Regions from separate parts of the Gossypium hirsutum genome. Here region 1 is linked to region 2. A link is a contact called in public Hi-C data. All regions are on one chromosome and are shown on one strand. The core of a region is the stretch at or near the end of the contact, and the rest is flanking DNA. Distances in the headings are between cores, read along the strand shown. Region 1 has its middle 50 kb from the start of LOC121208007. Region 2 holds the start of LOC121207546 (probable pectate lyase 1).

What was found. Hi-C and Micro-C count contacts between places; a contact is called where the count stands out from the background.
Region 1: a contact with region 2 is called in a Hi-C map of leaf, with 3 times the contacts expected there. The contact joins the enhancer-like site here to the promoter of LOC121207546 in region 2. A contact is called at or near these places in 3 of 34 Hi-C or Micro-C datasets (hypocotyl, leaf and petal).

What each region holds. Positions count from the first base shown.
Region 1 is chrA10:63,724,183-63,731,391 of Gossypium_hirsutum_v2.1, reverse strand. No RefSeq gene overlaps it. Among protein-coding and RNA genes, the nearest start is that of LOC121208007, 50 kb to the right of the region's middle. Within about 2 kb of position 5,256, at least 3 of the 9 cell types and tissues checked have an H3K27ac peak or open chromatin away from gene starts, as enhancers often do. A contact at or near this core is called in hypocotyl and leaf, where this site is marked.
Region 2 is chrA10:63,578,711-63,585,660 of Gossypium_hirsutum_v2.1, reverse strand. LOC121207546 (probable pectate lyase 1) reads left to right here and starts at 2,220. Exons shown (of 7, transcript XM_041077853.1): 1 at 2,220-2,498; 2 at 2,913-2,966; 3 at 3,413-3,496; 4 at 4,298-4,641; 5 at 4,644-4,939; 6 at 5,020-5,262; 7 at 5,348-6,164. The coding sequence starts at 2,401. The coding sequence ends at 5,569.

The DNA of each region.
Region 1 (7,209 bases), core at 4,007-6,506, 140 kb before region 2:
TTGAGTTGAGGAAGATTTTGAGGCCTAATGGGCAAATAGCCCATTGGTCTAAAAATCAACAAAAAAAGTGACAGTGGCGTTGATAAAACTTAGGATATGAGCGAAACTTAGGAATGCTTTGACCATTAGGCTAATGACTACATTTATGCTTAAAACACACAAAAATAAATACATAAACCAAATTACCTAGGTTCTACATGTGCATAAAAATTTAAAGAGATAAAATCAAATTTATAAAACTTGAACCTAAGTTCTCAAGACTTCATATTAAGCTTCTATCTAATAAAGGCTATTTTTTAATTATTAAAAATTCTAAGAATTCTAACCCCTAATTTTTTGGGGGGGATGTTACATAAACGGTGCAAAATAACAAACATAATCAAATCCTACCCCCATCCGCTACACACCAACCCTGTCTCACCCAATACACCAATTAGGGTATTTAATACCCATCCAACCCAACACACCTAAATCATGATCTTTAGCCACCAAAAATTCTGCAGACAAGATGCCAGATTTATTGCGGAAAACCGTCAGAATTCACGAAACATAGTCTGCCAGATCTTCCTCTTCATCATAACCATAACCTAACCCAATGAACAAGCATAGTCATAACATGGATTCAAACAGAATCAAAGTGAATATTGCCAGATTTAATATTCTCATTTATGAACATAGTAGAACAGAAACATGCCAATAGTGAATACAGATTTACATATAAGATGTACCATTTTAAACAACTAAGCATGCTTTCAGAAAAGGTACATTCTTTATTAACATATCAGACGATCTCTATCAGTTACATACGTAACCATTTAACAGATACAATAGTATCGCTAACCTCGAACCAACGACCCAAAACACAACCCAAATTAATATGCTCAGAATGGGCCCACACATCTATGCAGCCCACATAACCTAACACATGACCAACCATATGCTCGGGTGGCTCATATGGCCTAACAAACAACCGTGTGGCGTCGTCTAGAAGATTCGATTTTTGCATATTTTTTCTGAATTTTCAAACTAGAATGACACACCTGATTACTTTTGAGATGTCGGCATAACAACAGCACACCAAAGTTTGCACATACGACATCCACAATTAACCAATTAACACAAATTCCCCTAGCCAACACACTTATTCGACACTTACCCAAACAGAGTATTTGACCCAAAAGAACAGTAGGCATTCAGCCATTACCATCTTACACTGACCAGCCCCTAATTTTGGCATTCAAAAACTTACCTTTGAAAAGAAGATCATCGACACTCAACTTGTCGAAGGGGTATGCACCACACGATCCCCACCTAGCAATAACACACATGAAATCGCTCAAATACTTACTACTCAGCCAAATCGAATGCAACACCCTCAAGATCAAGTGAATAATACTTAATCACAAAAAGAAATACACAATGATTAATCTAAATTCCCTTACCACAAATAGCTAACAACGAAACTAAAATAGAATGTTAGTACTGATCAAATCAGCAGCAGAAAAGAAGGAAGAACGATGAGAGAACAAGAACAAATAGTAAAAAGAGCAGAGGATTGATAATGGGAGAATACAAAAAGAAACAAAACAAAATAACAAGGGTAGAAGAGAAGAACAAGGAAAACGATAGAGGAAAATTTTGTACTAGAAGTGGAAAAGAAAAGAAAAGAAAATTAGAAGAATGGAGAAAAACCCAAATCCCACTAACCTTTTTAGTTACTATCGTATCAAATTTTCCTAGAGTTTGAATTAAACCTAATTACTAACCATGTGGCCGACACAACAAGATAGGAGCAAAAATAAATCCACTTTTGCACACAATGAGATTCAAACTCAAAACTTAAGGGAAAGTTAAGGCTTTACACTAAACCAACAAACTCATTCTTGTTAGCAAATTAACAAAAAATAAAGATAACCAAATTACACATCCAGATATAGAATCAAAATTAATAAAAAAATTCTTAAGAAAAAGAACTTGAACATATGACTTCAAACATACATTCAAATCACTTAACCACAAAAAAATTTACTTTACCCAAAATAACAAATTCAAAATTTTAAAACATTTTGCACGTTACAAGATATGATGTTAAAAGGATGGAAATTTGTGATGCAATGGCTAACCGAATTTGTCCTATTTTTACGTAATTTTCATAAAAGAAATAAAAAGATAATCCAAATATCAATAGTAAATCAAAAGTGGATTTCGTTATTAGGCCAAAAATCTGGGATTTAAGAGAAAAAGGTATTTAAAACTAGAGGCATGTGAGTGTGGGGTTAATAGGCATGAGCAGAGTATTAGGACAAACATATATAATCAATCAAAGTTGCTTTTGGATGTCAAATCCATTTGTAGGTTGGGGAATAATTGTTTCTATATTGCCTGCTTGGGCTTTTATTCATTTCTAAATTGGAACTTTGGGTCACATTATCGTTTCATTGCTATTCTTCTCAATTTCCAAGCCAAGCCAAGTTACAATCATTATAATTCCTTCAGGAAGAAGGTTTGAATCATTTCTTGAAAAGTAATGCATGAGCATTATTTTTTTACATTTTTTTCCCAACTCCACCATTTTATTTATTTAATTATTTAACTAAATTCATATTTATTAATTTTTTATATGGTGCTTCTGAATCACACAAAAGATTGTCCTTCCCACTTTTCATCCTTAATCATTGTCATTAAAAAGAAATCTTGTTCCCTATTTCTAACAAAAGGAGATACCCAATACATATTTTTGTACTATAAAAGAGATACTATATAAACATACGTTTTACTTTTACTTTTTGAGGACAAGACATGAGACTGCGACAAAACCAAGATTCTTCCTTTTAAGATAGTTTGCACCAACCTGGCCGTAAATTTACTTTAGGCCTCTAATGTCGCACACCATCCCTTTTCATCTAAGGATGGTAATGGAGCGGATTGGGCGACGCGGATAATATTAAATTTATCACTGTTTTATAATTGAAGAGTGAGTATGATTTAATTTGATTCGATTCGAAAAATTTACATAAAAATTAAATTTTGAGCTAATTGAATCGAGTTATTCGAGTCGATTCGAATAAATATTTAGAGTTTCGAGTTCGAGTCAAGTTAAATTTTATAATTTAAATAACTCGAATAACAAATTGGTATAAATACTCTTTTGATCCTTGTTAATTTTATAAATGAGCAAATTTGTCTCTCTTTCAATAAAAATTACAAAAATAAAATAAAAATTCAAAATAATTTTTAAAATTAAAATATTTATAAAAATTTCAAATTTTATATATTTTTAAAAAATTCTAAAAATATATATAAAGAAAGTTAAAATTTTAATTTTTTTCTAAAATAATAATTTTTGGATCTAAATAAGTTAATTAATGATTTAAGTTTATCATACTAAAGTATCTTAATTTTTTTATTATTTCACTTTGAAAAAGATTTCAAATATATATGATTTCAAATTTATGTGCTCTAACATTGAATTAGTTATCTTATAACAAGATTTTAATTTGACATGTTCAATTTTTTAATTTAACTCGAACAATTTCACTCGATTCGATTCGACTCGACTCGACTCGAATTTTATTTCAATCGACTCGATTCAAAAAAAAATTAATCGAGTTAGGATGATAAAATAGGACTCGTCAACTCGATTAACTTGAAATTTTTTTACTGGATTCGACCGAATGCTCACCCCTAATTGGTACACTCTATTCCACCACTTGTCCTGTTCCACTTTGGATATATAATCTTGAAAATTACTACCACCACGACGGATTTTGGATGCATCCATCTCCGACCCACCCACCTCGCTCCACTTCAATTTAATTTATGCTAGTTATCTTTATTTTTTTAATCTTTTTATAATCAAGTAAATATTTAAACATAATCCTTCAAAAAATATTTAAACATAAATATATTATTTTTTTCTATATTATATTTTTACCTTTTTAATAGCTTATATAAACAAGAATAAAATGATAATTTTATATAGCGGAGCTGGTCCAGTCGAGGCGGGGCAAGCAATTATCAAAACCGATCCATACCCACAATCCAAAAGAAAAAATTTACCCCGCCTCACTCCACCCCGCATCCACTTTTTAAGTAAATAAAAACTTGTTCCATTCAGAACAGATCAATTTAAAATCCGTAAGACGATTTAAATTTTGTCATCCTGCTTCCATCTAATATTTTAAAATTAAAAGATATTTATTACATATATTACTCCTTAGAGTTGAATCAGCCGAATGTTCAAAGATGATTTAATCTAATTTAAAATATTTATATAAAATAGAAAAAGAATATTTTTATTTACAAGTAAAGAATCGTAGAAAATTTGATAATGTAGTGGGGGATAAAGGGATTTTTTTTGGTGAGGATGATTGAAAGATTACAAAATAAAGAGTGAATTATGGGATATCAAAAATTATGCTTTGGATACTCTTTCATACTTAAGTCAGATGTTGAACAATGGTAAATTTAAGAAAATACTTTATCAATATGTGGATGACAAGTGAATTCATATCTTAAATTTAATATGCATAAGAAGTTTATATTAAATGTGTCGTGAGCAGGAATGAAGTTAGAAAAAAAAATTAGTGGTCAAAATTAAATTGTAATTTTTACGATAGTAAAAATATATTTTTACCATTTGAGTAGTCATCTTTATAATTTTAAAAGATTAAATTAAATTATTATAAATTTTAGGGGATTAAAGTACAATTTTAAAAATTTTAAAGGTGGTAAGTTACATGAGACTACGTTAAGGCCTAAAGCATGATTGGTTGAGATGAATGCCCTTATTTGGTAGGGTTGCTCTTGCAATTCGTATGTTGCTCTTATCTCTTGAATTTTGGAAGGCAGTATTGACATCCCTTATTCCTGGATTCCTTGCTTTTGAATTGAATAATTTATTTGGGCTTCAATATCTTTGATATAATAAATAAGATGATTAAAAAATCAATTTATTTTTGTTTTTTATTTGTAATTAATAAGGTTTTAAGCTTCAGTGTTTTTTTCGTTTTAGTAAATAATAGAAAAGTTAAGGGTTGTGCCTCCTCCAATCACTCCGCTAAAAAAGATGAAAGGTTAAAAAATACAAGTTAACAAAGCGAAGAATCATTGAAAAAAAAGATTAGGAGAGATGTAAACCAACAAATGTATGTGCAGGTGTCGAAGTTAGAGTTCCTTGATGAGCGGGGGCGTAGTGGAAGCCTCCAACAGCAAGCATGTGAGGTGAGCCTAAGCAGAGCCCTTTTGCATGGCCAATGGGATGATGATGGGTGATTGTTGATTAATGGTCTATATATATATATGGGGTCCCATGCTTGAGCTGGCTTCTATTATTAGCCCTTTTAATTGTTTGGCTGCGGCTCTACTAATTACCCTATTTTCAACCACTTTTCATACCCAGAGTTTGGTGAGAAACAGGCTTGAGATGAAGACAAGGAAACTAGTTTTGATAAATTCCTCGTTTAACATTGAAAGTCAACTCTTCCAATATATATATATAGGTGCAGATGGGATATTTGCATTCTGAGTAAAATTTAAATATATTTATTATTTGCATTACATTCAAGTATTGTTAGATATACAAATCTATTAAATATCTAAAATCAATAAATCAAATTACCTTTAACTTTTTCATTTACTAATATGTAGATAATAAATTCAAATTCAGACATTCAAATATATTTTTCACATAAGTGAAACGATTTTGGATATTTGCAATCATTATTTGCATAAATAATGTGAAATGATTTTATTTGCATAAATAGTTGCCTATACATGTCTATTTTTTTCATAAAAACATCATTAAAGAAGAGAAAATCACAAAGGTCATCAAGGACAACAAAACCCCATCTGACCAAGAGAACGAAAAGGAGACAAGGCCACAGGCCTAAACTTGACTCAAAGACAAAAACATATGACATGAACACCATTACAAAGGTGGCCATGCCTGGCAAAAAAAAAAAAAGAACACCCACCAAAGCAAAGGATAATTGTTGATAGGACACAACCTCCAATAGAATGGAATGAGATGGATCAGAACTTGATCAGAAGAGTGCCAACCATTCGAGTGAACCAAGGTCCCCCTAATGCGAAGATTCATTGTAGTGCTCATGTAAAAACTGAGGTTAAGACCTGCAACAACCTCTAATGTAATAGCACGAGATGTGTTTATCGTTTTGGATTAGTACTAAAATTTTAAAATTCCAAAAATATATAAAGTAAAAATGATAGAATTAAAATATAGGGATTAAATTTGCAACTTGCAAATGTTACAAGGATTAGTAATAAAAAATTTGACCAAGCCTAAGCACTAAGCAGCCGACCTTCTTTCTTGGCTCCATTAATAATTGCACAATAATAAATTAACAAAATGACAAGACTAGTAATTCTCTAATATTATTTCGACTTTTGTTATGAAAAAGATTTTCAATTTTTATCGACCTATAATAAATATAAAATAACATTATAAAGACTTATTGATGTACAAACACGAATTTAAATATTGACGAGAGTTCGCTCGAAAACCGAGAGCCATATAAAGATATAGAAATTGAAGAAGTCTCAAGAGTATGTGAGCTACAGAGGATTTTGAAAGGACATGAACCCTCTCTTTCTCGTAGTTTTATCCTAAGTTTTAAATGGGATTCCCCTTATTTGGGTCATAAGAATAAGTTTATATATTCATTAAGTTCTGTGGGATAAGTGTAAAAGTGTGCAAGATTTGTGTAGTATATGTCGCATAATATTTAGTGAGGTGAGATGTGGTTAAGATATTTTTGAGGTTGATGGAACGAAGACGGTTGATTTAGCCAAATATTTCAAACACAATGAAAATATACAACAATAACTTTGATCAAAGAAAAGATTATAGAATGACATTACTTAAGATAAAAAAGTAATGAAAAAATCTTTACATTGTTCAAGAGATGTTTTTCATAAGGGTTAACCAAACTTTGTTTCTTTATTATCAGTTTTTTTATAACTGGGATGGGAACTGTGAATATTTAGGAATCAAATCTAAATTTTTATTCTTCTAACATAATACTTTTATCCCTAAATTAAGAGATTATTTTTTATATTTTTATAAAATTTAATTAATTATAATGTTTAAATTAACTAGAATACTAGGTCAATAATAACAATCCATATCTATTACATATAAAAGGAATTTTATTCTCTTTAAAATTACAACTTATAATTGCAAATGAG
Region 2 (6,950 bases), core at 971-3,470:
ATTTTTTTAAAATATATAATGATTATAGAATAGGAAATGTAATATTTTTAACATTAATGCGATGTATGGTTATTAGTGTTAGGGGTGAGAAAAATTCAAGTCGATTCGAAAAACTCGATAAAAAATTTAAATTTTGAATTAAATAGTTTGAGTAATTTGAGTTAATCAAGTTATTCAGATCAACTTGAATAAAAAAATAATTTTTTTGATTTAACTCAAATATGAATTACAATTCGAGTTATCCGAAAATCTGAATAAGAAAAGGCAAACCTACGTTGTTTTGATAAATATTTACCTTTTATAAAGTTGAAAGTTAAAACCATTAAGTTAAAAAACAAAATTATGTCGTTTACTCATTAAGTTAAAAGGCAAAACCATTATATTGTTTATGTAGTTAAATAATCTTATATTTCGTCTACTAGTTAAATTATTAGTCCATGTAAAATGCACCATTGAGTATAAATAATAGGATTTGTTAACTCAACTCGACTTAACTCGAAATTTTTTGACTTGATTCGAAAAAATTCAAATTGAGTTCGGTTGCTAAAATAAGATTTGTTAACTCGACTAACTCAAAAAAAATTTTACTTAATTCGACTTGGGTTCGATTGAATACTCACCACTAATTAGTGTAATAAGATAAGGAAAATGATAATTTAATAGATATGTGTTGAAGTCGTTAGACTTAAAATAAATAATAATTAAAATAAAATTAAACTTAAAATTAGAATAATAAGTAAAAAGTTTTATAAAAAATAATACATTTTAAAAATAAATCACAATTTTTTTTTTGTCATTATAAAAAATAGATCATGAGAATGTCTGAAAATGAGAGATGGTGAAAAAATAAAATCACATAAAATGATAATAAAAAGTATTGTATTTAAAGGTTTATAAAAAGAAATTGTTAAAAGCATCTAAAAATCAAATTTGTTTTAGAATCATATCTAGTAGTGGGTGTCTAAATATGTTATTAAAATGATATGTAAGAGCCATGTGAAGAGAGAGAAAATAGAATACCAATTTGGTATCCTTTTAGTTGAATCTTCTTTGGAGTCAAAATCCCCTCACTTTCTCAAGGCCGTGATTGGCGCACACGTAATTTTAATTTCTTTCTTTCTTTCTTTTTTAAATAACATTTCCTTCACTTAATCCTACTATTTTAATTTAAAAATTTCATTCTAATCATTTAAATCACATGTATTTTTTTTTATCAAAAATTTATCAATGTAGCTGCAACATAAAATAAATATGCTAAATTGATAAATTTTGATAGAAACTACAAATAGCACAATAATTGTACTAGAATTTTTAAATCGGAAAAGTAAGAGGGTTGAATTTTTAACTTTTAAGAGTTAATTGCACTAAACTATTAACTTCATTCTAAATTGGTCCCTAAACTTCAAAATGTTCTAATTACATTCCCAAACTATTCATAATGTCCCACCATTATTGAAATAGTTAATTTAATCTTTCAATGACACATAAATTATTATGTGAAATAATTTAAAATGAAAATTTTAAAGAAAAGTAAAATGTTATTATTGTGTAACTTTTACAATTAAAAACTAAAAATAAAGTAAAACTGAACAAGAAGAGAGTGAACGGTTGTTTCTGTAGAAGTTTCAAAAATCCCAACACCAAGATCTTTACAACATCCATTTTTACAATATTTATTTTCTTAAAAATTTTCATTTTAAGTTATATCACATAAAATCTTACACCTCATTTAATAGTCAAATTAACGATTTTAATAGTTTGAGGATGTAATTAAAATGTTTTAAAGTTTGATGAACAATTTAGAATGAGTCATAGTTTGAGGATGTTTGGAGCAAGTATAATAAATTTTAAAGTATAAGGACTAAATCTAAAATTCTATAAAAGTACAGGGACTAATAGCATATTTTAAGCCAATATTTATTAATGTGGTTAATTAAAAAACACATCATTTAATGCCGCAAATTCAGCAGGAAACTGTGTGACATTCTGCTCCCTTCTCCAACCGTACGCCCGTAATATCTGACGTGGCATTATCCAACAGTTAAAATAGTAAAATTAAACTTATTTAACCCCGGTGAAAATGGAGTGCGGAAGAGAGACAGTTAGTGGCGGTTAGGTGACTTAGGTTATTTGGTTAAAGTAAACCTACCCAGAAAATTCCAACGTTTAATATTTTGGGTATATAATCGGCGTCGTTTTGGTCTTTCTGTTTTGGTGTTCACTTTTTTTTTTTTTTTTTGCTCGTGGCTCTATAAAAGCCGTTTGCTTGGAGCTTGTACTCTGACTCTCCCTGCTTCACCATCTCCTTCTTTCCTTGGATCTCTCTGTCTCTCTCTCAATTTTTCCTCTGTTTGGATAGAGAGAAAGCTTTTAAGTACCGAAGAAGCGGAGAAAACTGCAATGGCGGTTTCCAAGAAATGGTTTTTAGCTTCTTTAGCTGTTCTGTTTTTGTTTCTTGTTGGAGCAATGGCCACTGTACAGACCAACAACGATTCCAGGTCTTTCTCTTTCTTCAACTCAGTTTTCAAGCTTTCTCAGTTTTATTTTAGTAAAAGAAAGACACAGAGAGTCTCCATTGTTTGTTTTCTCTCGGGTTTTCGAATTTGCCTTGCAAAATTGTTGCCTACATACATTATGTCATTTTATGGTGAATTAGAATACAAAAACTATACAGAATTTTCATTGTTTAGATCTTGAAAAATAGTCTCATTCTCAGAAAGAAAAAATAATTTTTCCTTTCTAACGGATCCATTAATATTCCCTCTTCAAAAACTTCACTTAATACGTTGAAAATGAGATTTCAGTGTCCTCTTTTTTTTTCTTCAAAAAAATGCTAACTGAAAATGGAGCATCACTGCAAAATACTAGAAAATTTCAATTTTCATTTATATTATGTTTATATATTTTTACAGCACTGTGGAGATAGAGAAGCTGCAGAACTCAAAAAACTCAACAATGGCAACTAGGTAATGTAGAGCTTAAAACTAGCCTTTTTTTGTATTTATTTTCGTTTTCTTTTTCCAATTCTGATCATCTCAGCCGTTATGTTTAATCTCCGTTTAACCATGAAATAACGATCCCATCCGTTGAGATCCAGATCCTTAGATCTCAACCATTTACTCCGTTACACAATTCAATTCCCGTATGTAGAAAAAGAAAAAGATGGTATAATGAGGAAGGGCATTTTATAAATTCCCGTCGAGGGGTCCACACGGGGTTTCTGTTTCTTCCCCCTTGAAAAACACTTTTGTAACGGTTTTGGAGTACTGTTGGTGGACGACACAGTGAATCCGCTTTAAGCAGTGTGTTTCATAGAATTATTAGTCACCGACGAGAATAAGAAAATTAAAATGAAATATTTAGAATTAATTTTATTTAATTGGAATTTGGGTTGGTGTGATTGGGATTTCAGGTCAGAAGAGGTTAAGGCCTTGAATGAACATGCTGTGGCTGATCCAGAGGCCGTAGCAGCCGAGGTTAAGACCATCATTGACATGTGAGTCTCTATAAACATTTCTTTTGAATTGCTAAATATGTAAATAGAGAATGTAAAAGTTGAAGCAGAAAGATTCCCTTTTTTTGCCAAATTTTCATTTATCATTAACCATAAATCAAATGGATTACAATCTTATATGTTGATGTTGTTTGTTTACTCCCGACTCCACCATTATAGTCAGATCCGTGTCTAACGGGCACGACCCTTTTTAATATTTCTTGCATCACATGACCGTATCATTGTCTTTCCAATCGTACCTCGAAGTACAAATTTTTTATTCAAAGCAATTAAACGCTTTATCAACCTTACTATAATTACAGTTTTATTGCATCACATGACTAATTCTCACTTCTTCATGCACAACCACTCTTTTATTTACCTCATTATTGATTTAAAAGTTGTAATATGAAGGAAGCAGGGTAAATGGTAAGTTGGAGGATTTTTTATTGTTCTTATTCTTGGTGATTGCTGCACACTGGACCAGCTAAATAAGATAAACAAACAAGACTCTTTTGTCTCTTTTCGTTAAAAATGAAAAGAAACAGCATGTCCTAGCCGTTATACCTGGAGTGAATGACCTTAATGTCCTTTCGAAATAACAAAATTCTACATCATGTTTTGTCTGCTTATGCCATCTTTACAAATTGGGATTAATTTAACTCCCACCGACAATAATTTACAAGCCCATCTAGTAGTAAAATCAAAGATGCTAATAATTTTGGTTACTAAGCTGGAATATTTAGACCATATGACAAAAGTCTGCGTAGTAAAATTTAATAAACTGAATGAAAAAAATGGTAGGAATATTCGAAATGCGACGGAAAGGAGGAAGTTGGGGTTCTTCTCGTGCGGAACTGGTAATCCCATTGATGATTGCTGGCGTTGTGACCCCAACTGGCAGAAGAACCGGAAGAGACTTGCTGACTGTGGCATTGGTTTTGGAAGGAATGCAATTGGGGGGCGTGATGGACGCTTCTACGTTGTCACTGACTCTAATGATGATGACCCTGTTAACCCCAAACCTGGGACCTTGCGCCATGCTGTGATCCAGGAACAACCACTTTGGATTGTGTTCAAGAGGGACATGGTTATTAAGTTGAAGCAGGAGTTGCTGGTCAACAGCTTTAAGACCATTGATGGTCGTGGGTGAATGTCCATATTGCTAATGGGGCATGTATCACAATTCAATACGTTACCAATGTCATTGTTCATGGTCTTCATATTCATGACTGTAAGCCCACTGGCAATGCCATGGTTAGAAGCTCACCCACTCACTTCGGGTGGAGGACAATGGCTGATGGTGATGCAATCTCCATCTTTGGGTCAAGCCACGTTTGGGTTGATCACAATTCTCTTTCTAATTGTGCTGATGGTCTTGTTGATGCTGTCATGGGGTCAACTGCCATTACCATCTCCAACAATCACCTCACCCACCACAATGAGGTAATTTTGATGCATGTATTTCTCTTGTACCTCACTTTTTTATCTGTAGCATCCTTATTAACGCTCAAGCTCAACTGCAGGTGATGTTGCTGGGTCACAGTGACTCTTACACAAGGGACAAGCAGATGCAAGTGACCATTGCCTACAACCATTTCGGAGAGGGACTTATCCAGAGAATGCCAAGGTGTAGGCATGGGTATTTCCATGTGGTAAACAATGACTACACTCATTGGGAAATGTATGCTATTGGGGGAAGTGCAAATCCTACCATAAACAGCCAGGGTAACAGATACGCAGCTCCAAGAAACCCGTTTGCAAAGGAGGTATTGTCTTGTGTCATATTTGCTGAATATGTTATGTTTACAATCATCATATCAGATAATATGATTGATTGGTTGGTTTGAGCAGGTGACCAAGAGAGTGGACACAGCTGAAAGCCACTGGAAGAGCTGGAACTGGAGGTCGGAAGGAGATTTGCTGCTGAATGGTGCATATTTCACTCCATCTGGAGCCGGAGCCTCAGCAAGCTATGCCAGGGCCTCAAGCTTGGGAGCCAAGTCCTCCTCCATGGTTGGATCCATGACTTCCAATGCTGGAGCTCTACCCTGCCGAAGAGGCAGGCAATGCTAGATAGTATATCCCCCACCCAATCAATTAAAATGGTTGAAAAGCCAGCCATTTACTAGCTCTTTCCCATCATTCAAAAAGCACTACCAATCAAATATCCATATTCTCTGTAGTCTATCCTCCCCATCTACCAGCATCATCGCATATTCTGATTTTAAGTGTAAATTTATTCATTTTTACACATTGTCATTATTTTGTCCTACCCACTCTACTCATTTTGTTTGTCAATCTGTGCAACCTGCTTCAACTCTAGTGAACTAAAAAATCCATCTTAAGAGCAGGTACGCAAGCGTTGTCCTTGGTTCCCTTTTCCTTTTTTGCCCCCTTTGAAGTTTTCTGGTCTTCCTCAGCCTCCCATCCGCGTCAATCTTGGTCACTACCTACACTTTGGTCTTGTGGGTTTATAGGACTTTTACTGATTTGGTGAACTTTATTTTATTTGTGTCTAGTCATACAAGCAATAGTATGAGCGTCAGAGTTTGGAGTTATTGAAAGACTTTGTTACAGAGATGATGTATAGTCAATAGCAGTGATGTTTACCTTTTACTTTTCTTCGCTTTTTCTTTCTTAATGGAAGCGATCTTTTATACTTTTATTATATGTATGGGTATCCTCTTTCTTTCTTTCTTTCTTTCTTTTCTTTTTCACTTTATGGTTTTGCAATTGTGGTAATTTCCGTTATCAGTATGCCCCTTGTTGTGACGTTGTTCCTCTGCCATCGCCAGCATTAGTGATTCTTTCATGTACTTTGCTGTCACCCACATTACCAAAAGTCATCAATTACTAATATCATGACAGCTTTTGGTCTTTTTATCAAAATGATGCAATTGCTTTAAATGGGTTCAACGACTTTACTGGTTTTCAATTCTAAATCATCACTCCTTCGGAAACCAATAAGTTAATGTTGATATGTAACATAATTCATAGGGATAGCAATTGTTTCTAATTTGTTGATTGGGAAAGGAGGGTGATTCTCCAAAAGCTTTGCAAAACCAAAAGAGAATTTTAAATTAAATGAAGATCGTGCCTGTTAAGCTTCATCACTAAGTTGCTAATATCATACTAAACGGATGATGGTCTGAGTCTGAGGCAGAGAAATGGAAATTATGACAACTGCATTTGCTTGGGCTTGGCCATAAAATAGAATGGAATGCTACCATCTCTCTTTCTATCCCCAACTTGGCAGCTCAATGGATAAAAATAAAATATCACTAATATTATATAAATTAATGCAATCCATAAATTAATTTATAGAGTATAAACCAAGTCATATTAACACTCAATAAGCAAATAAATTTAAACTTTAAATATATAAAATTTTCATGAACCTAAGATATGATAAAAGCAACCCTCAAGCAAATAGCACACAAGTGAGCATGTGCAA